Regions from separate parts of the Mus musculus genome. Here region 1 is linked to region 2. The links are chromatin contacts, called in public Hi-C maps. All regions are on one chromosome and are shown on one strand. The core of a region is the stretch at or near the end of the contact, and the rest is flanking DNA. Distances in the headings are between cores, read along the strand shown. Region 1 has its middle 22 kb from the start of Il21r. Region 2 holds the start of Gtf3c1 (general transcription factor III C 1).

Evidence for each region. Hi-C and Micro-C count contacts between places; a contact is called where the count stands out from the background.
Region 1: a Hi-C map of bone marrow-derived macrophages shows a contact between it and region 2, with 1.8 times the contacts expected there. The contact joins the enhancer-like site here to the promoter of Gtf3c1 in region 2. A contact is called at or near these places in 1 of 39 promoter capture datasets (pre-B cells), 2 of 484 Hi-C or Micro-C datasets (bone marrow-derived macrophages and nephron progenitors) and 2 of 9 other capture datasets (adipose tissue and liver).

Annotation. Positions count from the first base shown.
Region 1 is chr7:125,579,806-125,583,111 of GRCm38.p6, reverse strand. No RefSeq gene overlaps it. Among named protein-coding and RNA genes, the nearest start is that of Il21r, 22 kb to the left of the region's middle. Within about 2 kb of position 1,706, at least 135 of the 459 cell types and tissues checked have an H3K27ac peak or open chromatin away from gene starts, as enhancers often do. A contact at or near this core is called in adipose tissue and bone marrow-derived macrophages, where this site is marked.
Region 2 is chr7:125,706,047-125,709,153 of GRCm38.p6, reverse strand. It overlaps Gtf3c1 (general transcription factor III C 1), which reads left to right and starts at 1,466. Exons shown (of 37, transcript NM_207239.1): 1 at 1,466-1,697. The coding sequence starts at 1,477. D430042O09Rik (RIKEN cDNA D430042O09 gene) reads right to left here and starts at 1,284. Exons shown (of 28, transcript NM_001081022.2): 1 at 1,206-1,284. The coding sequence starts at 1,212.

The DNA.
Region 1 (3,306 bases), core at 457-2,956, 130 kb after region 2:
TTACAAGTCACGGTGCCTGTCTCTGTAGGACCAGATTTAGAAAGGATTGTAATTAACTTAGTGGGCGAAGAGGTGGCAGAAGAGAAAGGAAGAGAGGAGGAAGAGGGGAAAGAAGAGGAAGAGGATGGGGGCGTAAAAGAAGAAAGAGGAAGGAGAAATCCAAAGGAGGAGGAAGAGACTGAAGTGGACCACATCCCCTTCCCTCCCCCCTCCCCACCCTGTGGCTGCAGGGAAGAAGGAGGCCCCTGGGTTGGTACTGTAATTTTTATTCTGACTGTAACATTCATTGCTTCCCTGAAAGTATAAACATGTGCACAGGTTCCAGGAACTAGGGCATGCCTAGTTGAAGGTAGCTTCAGAGTTCCTTGTTCCATCCGCTACAACACTGAAGATTGGGTTACCTTTGCAAAGGAATTTCTGTTTAAACAAAAGCACATGGCTTTAGACTCAGGAGGCAGGGTTTGACGATTAGATGATGCGTTCGAGGACTTTTCCCTCTCTGCCGCACCTCATTTGCCTTTATCTTCCATCTCGATACTGTCTCTTCATGACCACAGTGTGGACGACAAAGCACCATACATTACACGCAGAGTGGAAAGAAAACGGCAAAGGACTTTCTCCTGCTGCTTTTCCTGATTAGGGAGGACTGTCAGTGTGGCCTGTGGTCCCATGGTAGCAAAGGACAAAAAACCATGTAGAGTGACTTGGGCCTCGGTGGTCAGCTGGAAATCATGGCAGAACTGTAGCAAGGAGGGTAAGTCAGAGTAGCCAGAACTCATCAGAGGCCCAAGGGACAGACACAAAGGACAGTGTGCAATACAGATGTGTGCCCAGACCACAAAGTCATAACATTACAGAGTGGTGCTCTATATGAGGGCCTGGATCTGGGTCTGCATGGAAGGAGCTGGGACAGAGGACCTGGACCTATGAGAAGTTGGTGCTATGTAATGGCAGAGGGATTGGGGTGGTTCTGCAGTGGAGTTCTTGCCTGCTGTGAGGACCTCTGCTCATGACCCCAGCACTGTAAAGGAAAAACAGCCAAGAGTCACTCTGCACATAGCCTATGGCGAGATGGGGACATGTGCAGACACAGGGTGGTGACAGCGGGGCACATTTTATCCTGGACTTGTGCTGTCTTTGGGATTAAGGGTGCCATTTTCCTTGAGCATAATTTACTGCTCAACTCCCGCACTGCCCAGACGCACTCAGTCGGACATCAAGAATAAGCTTAGCAGATGCTTTTAAAGAGTTTTGTGTGCAAGAGCCACTCCAGGGGCTCACTGAAGTGGTGATGTATTTAATTCTCACCACGGGCTCGTGAGACAGGTGTCAATTACAGATGCATATGTGAGCTCAGATAAGTTGCAGACTGGCCCGGTGCCAGACAGTTGGGTTTAGGGTATCCTGAATGTCTGTGCTGTTCTCCAGAGCAGGAGCATTGTCAGAGACAAGCAGAAGCTGGGCTGCACCTACTTGGGCCGCAGTTGGGGAGTTCCAGGAACGCAGGCTGGTGCTGAGACAGTGCGGGCCACCAGGGGGCAGCAGGGACTGAGGCACGGCCCTTCCCTTCCCCTCCCTCTGGACACAGGAGTTGCTGGGCATCACTTGCTCCTGCCTTCATTTTTCCCGCGTTTCACCCCAGAGTGGTGTCACGCCATGTCCACGGTCCCACGGACACTGACGTCTCTTGAGCTCAGTGTGGTATCACCGCAAATCCGCGACGTCACCGGCGCTGTGAACCCACAGCGCGCAGTGCACCCGCGGTGAACAGAACCGTGCCCTGTGGTCTGGGATTTTTTTTTTTGGTTTTGACTTAATGACTTAAGTGGGAAATTTATGTCAGGAAAGTTGAACAGGCTACGCGCGCTCCGCGGCAGCCCACGAGGCCGGAACCAGAATAAGCGCAAACAGCGTTTTCTTCCACCAAGTTAAAGCATCATCGTGGCTTCCAGGGCATCCAGCACAGCGGGGGCTGCTGGGAAAATCCCAGCTCACAACACCTTGGTGGCTGCGCCCGCCACGCGCAGGAACCCTCTACAGACATCACACCAACCCTTGGGTCCTTTCTTTTTTCATTTTTCTAGATCTTTCCCTGTCCTCTCTTAGTGGAGGCTGTTGACAAAAACACACAGAAACAAAGCTTAGATGCCAATAAACTTAAATAAAATTGTTCATTTTAAGTGAAAATTTCAACTCCTCAGTCAAACCAGCTGCATTCCAAGGAACCTGGCTAAGTACTGGGAAGCATTTCCTGTGTGGTTTGAATCTGGTGTGTCCCCCTGGGAAACTTGACTGGATGTGAATGCTTGTGGAGAGGGATTAAGAGGAGGAAATTAGTCACTGTGGTATTTAGAGAGGCCTTTGGGAGGGGATCAGGGTTAGGTAAACTCATTAGAGCAGGCCCTGGAATCATAAGGACTATACACAGAAACCAGACTCACGCTCACACCACACACATATACAAGTACACATGCATATACACACATACATGAACACACACATATACAAACACCACACACATACTCGAGCACACACACATATACTCATGCCACACACAAACCCCACACATAATAGAAGCACACACTCACACCACACACATACATGAACACACACACACCACACACATATACAAGCACACACACATCACACATATACATGAGCACACACACACTTACCATATGCATACATGAGCATGCTTGTACACACACACATACATGAACACACACTCACACCACACACATACATGAGCACACACATACTCACCACATGCATACACGAGTGTGCTTGCACATACACACACACACACACAAGCACACATACACCACACACATACATGAACACACACTCACACCACATACATACACAGGCATACACATATCACACATATACATGAGCACACACACACACCACACACATACATGAGCACACACACATGTTCTCCTATGGGGTGCCCTGACTCCCCTGAGGGCTCCATCAGCAAGGCCATCTCTAGATTCCACCTCCTGACCTCAGAATTATGAACTGAAAAAAGCCTCTTTTCTTTATAACTCACTTGTGCGTGGTACAGGGTGAGAGCACAGGAAGCAGTCTCGGCAGCTTCTATCTCAGCACACGGCTCTGTGGGGCAGAGCCGTTGTACACAGTCACTTGCTTACAAAGCTCCTTCCTCGGATTGAGCTTTGAGCCAGTGTCCTATGGTTTGGCTATAAAATGTGCACCCACAGCTCGTGTTTTGAACACCTGGTTCCCAGGTGGTGACATTGTTCCAGGACATGGTGGAACCTTTTGGACACTGGGCCTTTCTAG
Region 2 (3,107 bases), core at 217-2,716:
TCTAAGTGAATAAATGTCTTGAAATTTTGCATTTATGTGGCAGCATCACAGATATAATACACACTTATATTGCTTAAAGGTCTTGTAAAGGAAAGGCTTAAAGGAGTCCAAGGACTCCTAGATTTTAAGAACCACTGTTCGACAGCAGGACAGGGCAAACTGATAAAACGCATTTTTTTATAGTGCCTCGAGGACAAAGGACAAAGGCACCCTTTAAGCAGATGTAACACATTCGATGGTAACATGTCTTTCCATGCTACATCCACTGGCTTTCACAGCAATGCAGAAGGAAGGGGCAGTAATGAACTGTGAAGCAGCACAGACCCTTCCAGTCTCCTCAGACATCAGTGTTCCCATCTGAAAAGCTGGATATCAGAACAGCTATTCCCAGGGAGCGCCTGAGTGTCCACAGTGATTCTAACCAGGCTGCCTTTAGCCTTACGACTGACTAACTAACTGGCTATCATAGTTTGAGACTTGCTCCTAAAAACAATCTGCTTCTGTACAGATTGGCAACTGGTTTATCAGTCACAGCCCACCAAACTTGCTCCCGTAGACATGTGCACTGGCAAGCTCTGGAATGGAAGGCTTCTAAAATATTTTTTTTTTTCAGATTTTAAACTCCCATCGTCCAGGAGTCTTACTCATGCTGTCTCTTGATTAGCTATTTGACTTTGGCCAGGCAAAGTGGCCTGCCTTGTCTGAGCCTCAGCTCCCTCGCCTGTAAAATAAGTGACTATCCCAAAGGACTGCTGTGAAACGTTTGCACTTGTCAGTAGCTACAGAAACCCTGGCACCGAACAGTACTCAGTTCACGTGAGTTATCAACAATACCGAAGCACATAAAACTCTTCCCAGCCCTTTCCCTCCACTCCTGATGCCAGGAGCTGACAAACGTACTCCCAAGGGACACGCTTACCGCCAACCAACTTCGACATTCCCATCGCCCATCCCAGGACCCCCGCAATCCTCCTCACGCCTCCCCCGCGCCAATCTCTTCCCCGTCCCCCCTCCCTAAGTCTGAGAGAGGGACTCCTACAAAACCACTCCCAGCCGTGGTCCCCATCCCGCACCGCCAGAACCTTCCCCTCAGGCTGGACACCATCCTGGGCCGGGGTCCCTGTGGCTAGGCGTTCCTCCCTGAGACACCTCCGAGGGATGAGGGACGGCCGCCCAACCTCCCGGCGGGGCCCACGGACACTAACCGTCCATCCCTAGAGGCGGCGGTTCCGGCCTCCCGAACCGGAAGCGGCCCTGACAGTGTTTGCAGTTCCCCTGGTTACTACGGGGTTCCGGACCAATGGAGGAGGAACTCTGATCATTGAGCCCGCCCTCGGGTAGCGTGACGTCACGGCGGAGCGCTGGGACTCCCCATCAGTCCTCCCTAGGCCTCGGATCGCTGTACGCAGGCGCATTGGGCCCTGGCCTCGGCGGCGAGGTGCGCAGGCGCCCCGGGCGCTGCTAACTGAAGCGGCCATGGACGCGCTCGAGTCGTTGTTGGACGAGGTGGCCCTGGAGGGGCTCGACGGCCTGTGCCTGCCCGCGCTGTGGAGCCGCCTGGAATCCCGCTCGCCTGCCTTCCCATTGCCTCTGGAACCCTACACGCAGGAGTTTTTGTGGCGGGCTTTAGCCACGCACCCGGGCATCAGTTTCTACGAGGAGCCGCGAGAGAGACCTGACCTGCAGCTCCAAGACCGGTCAGCCACCAGGGGTGGGGCGAGGGCTGAGAGCCTGGAGCGGGGCAGGATGGTGCGATGCAGAACGGGGACCGTGGGACGTGGGGGATGGGCGCGGGAGGCGAGCAAACCTGAGCTCTGCGCCCTAGCAGGCCGGAGTAGATGAGCTGGGGGATGGGGTATCCGCTGTGACGGAACTGTTTCCCAGTGTGTTAAAGGAGCGAGTCTAAAGAGTTCCTTTAAGTTGGGTGATAGGACGGGAGTAGGAAAGTGGTTAAAAAGTGGGACTAGGTGAGGTCCTTCAGGGACCTTTAGGGAGCGTTCGTTCCGAAAGCTAAGGCAGCTCACTGGAGGTCTGCATAGCCCCGAATAGCAGTGAAAGAGTAGCCGAGGTGGACTGGGCGCTTCCCATAGGTGGGTTCCAAGACCCAGTTCTGGAAGCGACAGAACTCAGTTCCGCGACACTGAGCGAGACACTATTGTCTTTTCATTTTACAGAGGAGGAAACTGACGCCGAGAGGTTAAGGGATTAACCTTAGGTTAAGTACAGGATTCAGGGATTGCTAAATGCACTTTTCCCTTCTCCTATCTGTCCTTCTCCAGGAGCAGAATCCAGCTCCTTGCATGCTCTGCCCTTAGCCTCAGCCCACCCCTTACTCCCCTGTACAAGTTTTTGTTAAGAAAGGGCTGACGAGCTGGTCTTGGTGTTACACGCCTTTAATCCCAGCACTTGCGAGGCAGAGGCAGGCGGATTTCTGAGTTCGAGGCCAAGGCTACACAGAGAAACCCTGTCTCGAAAAACCAAAAAAAAAAAAGAAAAGAGAAAAAAAGAAAAAAAAAAGAAGAAAGAGCTGACAATACAGTTCAGTGTGATTTCATATCATACCCGCTTGCCTCTGCACTCTAGCACTTGGGTTACAGGCATGCCCTACCATGCCCTGCAAGTTGGAACTCTTAAGCTATATTATGAAGGTCAGAGGAGGTTCTAGAGGTAATAATGAACCAGATAAGTTTAGATTTAGGCGGCCACTTGGCAGAGTGCTCTGAACAAGCAACACCAAGTAGAATAGCTTAACGGGAGAGAAGTGAACTGCGTGCGCCTGAAGAGTACGCTTGGAAGCAGGGAGCGTGGAAAGTTTTACAACACCCTGAAGAGGAGGCTCAGGGGGTGAAGTGGGCATCCACTAGGATTCCAGGAAATTTAGGTCCAGGATCTACTCTGCCCTTGACTAAACTGTCTGAGAAAGAACCTGTGATCATCTAGTCCACTTGATGAAGCTGTCCTTTACTATAAAGACAGAGGGAAGTCTCCGGAGGGGGAGTGAGGCTGGTGACAGTGAAGCTGAGAGTCACAACCAGTCAGGGACTGGTTTATCCTGGTGGGGATGGGAATAAAGAAAGCATAGGATCAAGACATCCCAGGTAGCCTGG